Regions from separate parts of the Zea mays genome. Here region 1 is linked to region 2. The links are chromatin contacts, called in public Hi-C maps. All regions are on one chromosome and are shown on one strand. Each heading gives the region's core, a stretch centred on a gene start, on an enhancer-like site or on the middle of the called end of the contact. The rest is flanking DNA. Distances are from core to core; before and after follow the strand shown.

What was found. Hi-C and Micro-C count contacts between places; a contact is called where the count stands out from the background.
Region 1: a Hi-C map of tassel shows a contact between it and region 2, with 2.5 times the contacts expected there. The contact joins the promoter of LOC103640938 here to the promoter of LOC100286168 in region 2. A contact is called at or near these places in 2 of 25 Hi-C or Micro-C datasets (leaf and tassel) and 1 of 3 datasets of contacts at active chromatin or transcription factors (leaf).

What each region holds. Positions count from the first base shown.
Region 1 is chr10:22,369,776-22,374,874 of Zm-B73-REFERENCE-NAM-5.0, reverse strand. LOC103640938 (pre-mRNA-splicing factor CWC22 homolog) reads right to left here and starts at 1,702. Exons shown (of 8, transcript XM_020545568.2): 1 at 525-1,702. The coding sequence starts at 1,535.
Region 2 is chr10:22,002,219-22,007,046 of Zm-B73-REFERENCE-NAM-5.0, reverse strand. LOC100286168 (stromal 70 kDa heat shock-related protein) reads right to left here and starts at 1,517. Exons shown (of 8, transcript NM_001159056.1): 1 at 842-1,517; 2 at 1-23. The coding sequence starts at 1,390.

The DNA of each region.
Region 1 (5,099 bases), core at 453-2,952, 370 kb before region 2:
ATGTACATAAACAGCAAACGTCAGTGTATACAAGCCCCAGGTATAAACAACAACTTTTGCTAGTTCTTTTATTTGACTTTAATCCATAATCCAAGTAGAAGGTATATCCTATGTAACTTCCAAAACCTGCATTAATCCAGTTCATGAGTTCAAATACAAATGGAAAGCAATGTGAAGTGTTGTGCAAAGAATTTCATGAGCCAACTACAAACCTTTGTAATTGCAGAACAGCAGATCTATTGGTGTATGCACCAATAGTTCTCCTTCAGCTGCAGACTTAAGTAGCCATTTTTTCCAGACTAACATAAATAGGATAGCCCATTTTGTAAATGGTTTAAAAAATTGCAAAGATCTTGATAAGGATTAGATAAGCAACCATACAATAAGTGAAACTAATTATATGAAAACACCTTGGAATGCAACTAGACCCGGCGTTTGTAGATTCTAAATGAGTCATTCTTAAATAAAAAAGTAACAAAGTACTAAAACACTTCTTGAGCTGAGGAAAATGAAGACAAGCTCACCTTGTCATTTCGCTTATATGCCCTCTTGAGCTGGAGCACGACACGAACAAGAAGCAACTTCCCAATCTCAGGGAACTTGGTATTCACAACCGCAACTAGCGCAGCAAATACATCAGTAAACCCAGGCGAGGCCATCTGTGACTTGATGCAAGACTGACAGAAGAGCCCCCGCCCACGAACAAGGTTCTCTGCAAAGAGCTCTGGCACTATATTCTTGATATTGGTCGCATTCACCTTATTCACCAGCCCATTGATGCTCTTCTTGAGAGCATCCCAGGTGAGGCGCTGATACTCAGGGCTCGACTTGTCCTCCATATCACGCATCATCTGCGCCATGCGGAAAGGCGGGATGTAGATCCCACCCGTGCGCCCAGGGATCATCTCCGGAAGGAGCGGCGGTGGGGGAGGCAGTGGCGGGGTCAGCTCCTTCACAGGGCTTCTACGGCGCTCGTCTCCCTCGTCCTCCCTTCGCCTACGGTCGTCCCGCCGCCTCGAACCCTCGTCTCGGCGCCGGCGGCGATGGCGACGGCCGTCGGGCGAGGACCCTGACTCCGAGCTAGGGCTCCGGCGCCGGTGGCGCCGTCTGTCTTTCTCCCGGTCTCGCTTGCCACGGCGGTCGTCCGGCTCATCATCCGGATCCCTAGCCCGCCTGCGACGACGTCCTTCCTCCTTCTCATCGTCGGAAACCCTATCGCGCATCCTCCGGCGTTCGCCACCTTCCTCCCCGTCTGAAACCCTGTCGCGCCGGGGAGATCGGTTGTCGCCGTCTTCATCCCTTCCGGGCTTGGCGTGGCCGTTCTCCTTCTCCTCAGAGGGCTTGGCGTCTCGGCCGCGGCCGCGGCTGTCGGAATCGGGCGGCGAAGCCCTAGATCTGCGACGGCGGTCCGCGTCGACGCCGAGGGAAGGCGAGCGAGGTGGATACGGGGACGCGCGGCGCTTGCGGCGGCGCGGGGAGACGTCATCGTGGTGGCTGTGGCGGCGGCGGCGCGGCGGGGAGACGGAGTTAGCCATAGCCGGGACCGAGGGTTTTGTGGTTTGTGGTAATAATTCTAGGGAAGCGGGGTCGTGGCCGCGAGCCCGCGAGAGGGGAAAGGATGGAAATTGGATACGAAGAAAATAGAAATCGGTTCGATCGGTTCTGTGTAGCCGACAAGAGATCGATTCGATCGGTCCCGTGTAGCCTAGTAAGTAGTAAGGGTCAGATCTAAGCTTTCAGCTTTTTTGAAATTTTATAATTTAGCTTTGGAACCATTTAAAAATAAAAAGCTTCAAGAAGTTAAAAATCGAAAGCTCAAACCATTTAAAAATAAAAAGCTTCAAGAAGTTAAAAATCGAAAGCTCACTAGAGTAAGTTCTGAACCCTATTTGGTACAACTTATTTTCAGTTTTTAATAGATTTACGAGGTATTTAAATGCACTACAACTAATAGTTAGTTAGTTAAAATATTGCTAGTTAAATTAGCTAGCTAGTTAACTATTAGATAATTTGCTAAAATAGCTAATAGCTAAAGTAATACCTAGATTGTTTCATTGTCTTCAGTTAATTTTAGCAGCTAACTATTAGATCTAGTGCATTCAAACACCCCATAAGCAGAAGTTTTGCTAAACAGGTAGCTTACACAACAGTTTATCAGTTTAGCTGCTTCTCGAAATAAACTTGTCGGTGTTTGGACCACGGGTCCTTAACCAACTAGTAAATGTGTCGCGTAGCCGACTCTAGATGGTGAGCGAGAAGACACAAGCAGTTATCCTGGTTCGGGCAATACAATGCCCTATTCCAGCAGAGGAGGATGAGGCTTATATTACTCGCACTGTGGTGCTTGTAGTAGGGGGTTTACAAGCACGGCGGGAGAGAGGAAGTCCCGAGTCCATAGAGATGATTGAGTCAAATACTAATATCTAAGACAAAGTGGGGGAGTGAGCGTTCGTCTGCGTGTCCCGTGGATGGATCGTCCTCTTGGGGGATCACTGCCCTATTTATACACGAAGGGGAGCGTCTACAGTGAAGCTGGTGTTGTATCCGAAGGAGAGACGTCTTGGCGCCCTGTAAGCCGACGTGATGACGCACTGTGCTGCTGACTCGCGCCTGCTGATTTCCCGTAGAGAGCCGAGGCAGAGACCGAGGGGTTGTCCGTACGCCCGAGCCCCCGAGGGAGAGGTTGCCCATGCCGTAGTTGTTGTAACAGCGCCGGGGTATGGGCCAAAGGCTGCTTACGGGGTGTGTCAGCGTCCTGACACGGGATGACGTCGAGATTCCCTGTTGCGCTTATCGAGATCAGAGCCCCTGGTTAGTTGAGGCGGAAGTCTTCCCGAGGCGTTAGTCGAGCCGTCCCTTGACGTGCACCACAGTCGGGCGGAGTGGCCGTCTGCAGGATTCACGGCGTAGTAGGTGGCCAAGGCCGAGCTCGGGCGAGGTGGAGAATTTGCCCGAGGACCAAACTTGATGTTGGTCGAGGCGGAGAAATCACCCGAAGGCTAGAGCCGAGGTCGGACGAGGCAGAGAGATCGCGCCCGCGGGCTGAATCCTGCTTCGGGTGAGGCAGAGAGATTGCGCCCGAAGGCCAGTCTACTCGACTTGTCGTATTAGGCGTCCCATCGGAGGGTGGCAGGCGGCGTGCGCACACTGTAGTGTAAACGTAATCATGTTGTGGCGCCAGACATGATCGTCGTCTTATCTATCACTGTGCTCTGTTGTCGTAGCATGGGTTGGCACACGCATTAAATGTGCATGTCCCCTTCCTATTTTCGGGTGCCCCTGTCCTATTTGTCTGAGGCTGGCTCGGGCGAGACGGTCGGTGCGGCGGCAACCTCAAGCGAGGCGGAGTCCTGCCCGAAGTGGGAGACTCTTGGGGAGATGTTTCGGTCTTTGTGGATAGCTCGGGTGTCACCCCTCGGGGGTTTTCGTCCTTGTTTCTCTGAGTGCGTTTGTTAGGGGATAATTCGGGTATCCCTAATTATTACCCTTGACAGTAGCCCCCGAGCCTTCCAAGGAAGTAGTTTGGTACTTGTTTGGAGGCTCTACTGCTCGCCTGCGAGCGCGCTGCTTTTTGAGAGGTAGGACGTGTTTGTTTTCCGATTGGTGCGCGTGAAAGGGGAATGGGCTTAAAAAAATTCCTATAATCGATTTTGGTGTTTGACGTCCATCACAAACCATGTGAACTAACTAGGTTGCTTAGATGACATTTATCTCAGGTGCATAAGGTTCAACATAAACCAAGAAAGAAATTAAGTTGGTGACTCAACCAAGTTTGGAGCAATGATTAGTATTGGTGCTGCCAGTGGCGCACCGGACACTGTTAGGTGTGCACCAGACACTATCCGGTGCCCAGGTCAAGGCACCAACGAACTAGCCACTCTCGGGTTTTCTGAGAGGCGCTCCGCTATAATTCACCGGACTGTCCGGTGTGCACCGGACAGTGTCCGGTGAGCCAACGAAGAAACGGTCACCTGCGCACAACGGTCGACTGCAAAAGTGAACAGTGCGCAGTCAGAAGTCAGAGCAGCGATGTCAGGATGCACTGAACATGTCTGGTGTGCCACCGGACTGTCCAGTGCAGCTATAAGACAAAGGACTTAAATGGTCAACGGCTCCAAACCCCAACGAGCAGCTGACGTGGCACGCATCGGACACTGAACAGTGCCATGTCCGGTGCGCCATCGACAACAACGACTAGATAGTGGTTGGGGCTATAAATACCCCCAACCACCTCCATTCAAGCCAATCCAAGTTTTTTGAACTTCACATTCATTGCAAGAGCAAAAGACTACACTCCAAGGCACAATCAATAGAACAAATCCTCTCTAAGCTCCCAAATCAACTCAATTGCTTAGTGACTTGAGAGAGGGTGTTTTGTGTTCTTTTGTTGCTCTTGTTGCTTGGATTGCTTTCTCCTTCTCATTCTTATTCTAAGTGTTTTGAAAAGCTAGCAAGAGACACCTAAGTGTGTGGTGATCCTTACAGGGTCTTAGTGACCCAAGTGATTAAGGAGAAATCTCGATCGGTCTGTGTGACCGATTGAGAGAGGGAAAGGGTTGGAATAGATCGAGCCTTTGTGGCCTCCTCAACGGGGACTAGGTTCTTTAGAACCGAACCTCGGTAAACAAATCACCGTGTTCACTTGTTGATCTTCACTTGATTTGTTTTCCCTTTTTCCTCTCTCTAAAAGTTCCCTTTCTCATATTGATTTGAGTTTGCTCCCAAACATTATCCTCATTGATTGAGCAACTCTAAGCAAGGAGAACTATCTTCCGTACTCCGATTTAATTCTAACGCTAACCCCGGCCTTAATGCATGCTTAAAGTTTGTAAATTTCAGAATTCACCTATTCACCCCCCTCTAGGCAACTTTCAATTGGTATCGGAGCCCGGTGCTTCATTAAGAGTCTAACAACTCGAAGTGATGTCGGGAGATCACGTCAAGAGGGAGATAGTCATCGACGACAAGGCCGAAGGCTCAGGAAGGAAGAACAATGAACGGACTCCGTCAAGGGAGTCCGGTGACAAGTACAAGGAGGAGTCTGCTTCCTCCATCAAGTCACATAGGAAGGGTGACAAGAAGAAAAAGAAAATGAAGAA
Region 2 (4,828 bases), core at 268-2,767:
TCATCCACCAACTTCCTCAAAACCTGTTCGGATAATAAAACAGGATAAGTTAAATGTACAACTTACTATGGAAGTAAAATGGTAAGTATATCACATCTATTGGTCTGGTAGCTAGTAGCAACTCAAAAGTAGTTTTATACAGATGATAACATACATATTTTATATATACTCAAAAACTCAGTCCCCGAGGACATAAGTGCATGCAGAACACAAATGACCAACTGCTTAACTGAAGAAAAAGAAATTCAAGCAAACCCCAATGTTGATAGAAATCATATCAGAATGCTACTTGTTTTCAGGCTGAAATCAAAATGCATAAACCCAGCTTGGTCCGCCCAGAATTTTACATGTGCAGCATTCTGGAAAAAAACCCAGCATTCGAAACTGGCACTGACTCTCCAAAGAATCAGAACCCCGTAGCATTACCAAAGATTCTAACACAGGCTGGTTGCCTAGTAACATAAAAGCAGCTTCCTTTACATCCGTTCATCTTTATGTGGCAAAATATACCTTTTTACCTCAAACGCAATGTACCAGTTGCATTACAAACAACATTCAATCCAGTATACCTTAACAAGTGATTTGCCAGGACCAGGAGCTATTCTCTAGTAGAACTCATAGGTTTTCAATATAGACAATAGAATGGCAACAAGAGTGGCATTTACCCATATCCTCAAAACTCGGATTTCTATACAGGTTGTCCCATGAAAAAACGTAGAGTAAAATGCATATCCACCGGATATTTGTTTATTTTTGCCATCCTTACGGATGGCACCACCAGTCACCGACCACTGGAGCCAGCTGAGGGCATTTGGTCTGCCATTCTAACATAACAAGTTACCTGCGCGGAGATCTCCTCGGCAGCGAACTGTTTGCCGATAGCGGGGCAGTCGAGCTTGACGTTGCCGTTCTCGTCCTTGACAACGCCGTACGAGACCTGCTTGGCCTCGTCGTCGACCTCAGCCATCTTGCGGCCGATGAAGCGCTTGACAGAGAAGAAGGTGTTCTCGGGGTTCACGACCGCCTGGCGCTTAGCAATCTGCCCCACCAGGCGCTCCCCGGTCTTGGTGTACGCCACCACGGAAGGCGTGGTGCGCGCGCCCTCGGCGTTGGTGACGACGGTCGGCTTGCCGCCCTCCATGGCGGCGACCGCGGAGTTGGTGGTGCCCAGGTCGATCCCCACCACCTTCTCGCACGTGACCCGCAGCGCGGAGCCCCCGCGGGCCCCGCGAGATGGCGCGCGCATCTGCACCGCTGCCAGCCGCCGGCCAACGAAGAGGGAGCTCGACGGGGTGGCTCCCCCGGGGCCGCTCCGCCACCGGTAGCCGAGGAAGGGCGAGGCTCCGCCCGCTGCCGTCGCGCCGACCTGGGAACAGGTGAAGGAGACCATGGCTCGCGCGCGTGCGGGGGAGCTCAGTCTCTAACCCTATCCAAGGAGGGAGAGAACGGGAGGTGGGGAGGGGACCGAGGGGGAGCGGCGGAGGCGGAGACGATGATGGCGAGGGAGAGGATAGGACGGGGAGGATGGTGAGAACTGCGAAGGGAGGAAAGTTTATAGTCGCCAGACGCTGACGCGTGGGGCTCGCAGCTAAGTGGTTGGCGTGCGGGTCGCGGTCGCGGCCGCGACCCGGCGGCGCCGGCGGCAGTGGAGACCGCGTGAGGTTTGCACTTCGCAGTTGCGGCTTACGGGGGTTGGCTTGACTTGTGAGCGAGCAGCGCGACATAATGACCGCTTCATGTGCTTCTTGGGCCGGCGTCGCCGGTTTTTGGACGAACACTGTGGCTGTGCACGGGAGCGAGGGATCAAATGAGTGTCCTGCGAAGCATTATGCGATTGTGATGCTACTTTTAATGTTTTTTTGCATGAGGTTAAGAATAAATACTATAAATATAATTCATTATTTACTTTATTGCTACATTAAATTTTAAGTTTTATTCTATTCTATTTTAAGATATATAAAAGGAGAAAAATTCTATCCAATGTGAAGGGTTCAAAAATAATAGAAAATTATTTACATCTCTTATTGTAGAATAATTAGAACTTGAAAATTGGTATATTAGTATAGTACATAATGAAATACATCTCTGATTTTTTGAAAAAAAAAATTGTGTACTATGATGTTGTTTTGTCTAACTCTAACAAAAAAATATTTCGTTCATGGCTAAGCTTGCAAACACTCCTTATCACGGGTAAATGTCTCACGTCGGAGATAAAAAAGTGCTAACTAAAGACTAAATGTGGTGATCATCTTATAGGAGATCAATAAGAGTTAGGATGTTTAAAAAGATGTTAAGAGGTGTCATTTGCATTGTGTTGACTAAATACTAAAGGTGGTGATCATCTTATAGGAGACCAATTAGAGTTATGATGTTTTAAAAAATAGATTCAGGAGGTGTCATTTGCATTATTTTATAAAGCGTCAAAGATATGGGACACTACCTAACCCTAGTTGTTCTAGACACAAAACTATATAATTATATTGAGTGTATGCATCAGAGGTTCAAGATAGTACATGAGAGTTGGTACCATGTTTCAAAAGTGTGCACCATGACTATCATGCGGCGCAACGAAGAGTGGGTGCAAAGAGGGTGTTTTTACACAAAATCGCTTTGAGCTCGTTAGATTGCTCTAGTGCTCCATCAGGTAAGTCACCGAAGTGAGAGCACCTAGAGGGGGGTGAATAGGTGATCCTGTAAAACTTGAACTTAATGCCACAAAAACTTGGTTAAGCGTTAGCACAGTAATGCCAAGTGGCTAGAGAGGAGTCTCAACAAAACACAATAACCACAAGAGATCAATCACAGAGATGGCACAGTGGTTTATCCCGTGGTTCGGCCAAGACCAACGCTTGCCTACTCCACGTTGTGGCGTCCCAACGGACGAGGGTTGCACTCAACCCCTCTCAAGCGGTCCAAAGACCCACTTGAATACCACGGTGTTTTGCTTTGCTTTTCTATATCCCGTTTGCGAGGAATCTCCACAACTTGGAGCCTCTCGCCCTTACACTTTAATGATCACAAAGAAGCACGGAGTAAGGGAGGGATGAGCAACACACTCAAGACAAGAAATCACAGCAACACCACGCACACAAGTCGCAACAAGAGCTCACAACACAACTCAATGAGTTCACAACTCAACCCGAGCTCTAATTGCTATTGCAAGGAATCAAAAGCGCGGAATCGATGTCTTAGTGCTTAGGAATGCTTAGAAAATGCTTGGTGTACTCCTCCATGCGCCTAGGGGTCCCTTTTATAGCCCCAAGGCAGCTCGGAGCCGTTGAGTGCATTCCAGGAAGGCATTTCTTGCCTTCTGTCGACAAGCGCACCGGACAGTCCGGTGCGGATTTCTTTCCTTTTTTGGCGAAGCCGACCGTTGGCGCCTTCGAGTCGTTGGCGCACCGGACACTGTCCGGTGCACACCGGACAGTCCGGTGCCCCCTACTAGCTGTTGGCTCGGCCACGTGTCCCGCGCGGATCGCGCGGTCGACCGTTGGCCCGGCCGACCGTTGGCTCACCGGACAGTCCGGTGCACACCGGACAGTCCGGTGAATTTTAGTCGTACGCCGTTAATTTCTTTCCGAGAGCAGCGAGTTCGCCTGAGCCAGTCTGGCGCACCGGACAGTCCGGTGCACCCAGACAGAGCTGGCTTTGGCTGAACAAGGCCATCTCTTCTCCAATTCGATTTCTTCTGTTTCCTGCACTTAGACACAATACATTAGTCTTTAAAACAATGTACTAAGTCTGAGAAACATACCTTTATACTTGATTTGTACTTTGTCCACCATTTGACACTTAGGCACTTGTATTGTACACTAAATCACCAAAACACTTAGAAATGGCCCAAGGGCACATTTCCCTTTCAATCTCCCCCTTTTTGGTGATTTATGCCAACACAACATAAAGCAAGTAGAACAAGTACAAAATCAATTCAAATAAGAACTCAAATTTGTTTTGAATCAAATTTGGCATATATGGATCATTCTTTGCCACCACTTGGTTTGTTTTTGCAAATCAAACTCAATTTCCTATCTCTAAGTCAAACACACATGTTGAAACATAAAGAGAGATATTTCACGAGAAATTGATCAAGGATTCAAAAACTCCCCCTTTTTCCCATAATTAAACCTTCTCCCCACAAGAGACCAACTTTTGACAATAAGAGGCAAATAAGAGTATTTTGACAAACAAAAACTCTAACTCTACTATTTTCAAAATTCACAAGTGGTAGCTGATCCATTTATTGCTTTGGCCTTATTTTCTCCCCCTTTGGCATCAAGCACCAAAACGAGATCAATTTTGGCCCTTTAACCCCATTGCCTCGCCAAAATCTTCAACTAAGAGTAAACAGGCAATAAGAGTATAGAGATAAACTTGGAATAAGTTACTCTTTCATCGGAGTGCAGTGGAAGTCTTGCATGGTCCAAGTCCATCGTTTCCCTTTCAATTCACCTTTGAGACTAAATCAAGCAAACTCAAACACATGGTTAGTCCCAAAGAGGCAGGTTGTAACACATCTCCCCCTAAATAAGTGCATCACTTGCAAAGGACTTGTGAGGTTCGGGGAGTGTTTGTACAACTTGAGCACCATAAATAAACAACAAAATGCATTAAGGAACATGATCAAAGGCATAAACACATGTATGCTATAAATCAATCCAAGTTTCGTGAATCTAAGACATTTAGCTCACTACGCAACTTGCAAAAGGTCTGCTCATCTAAAGGCTTGGTAAAGATATCGGCTAGCTGGTTCTCGGAGCTAACATGAAACACTTCGATATCCCCCTTTTGTTGGTGGTCTCTCAAAAAGTGATGCCAGATGTCTATGTGC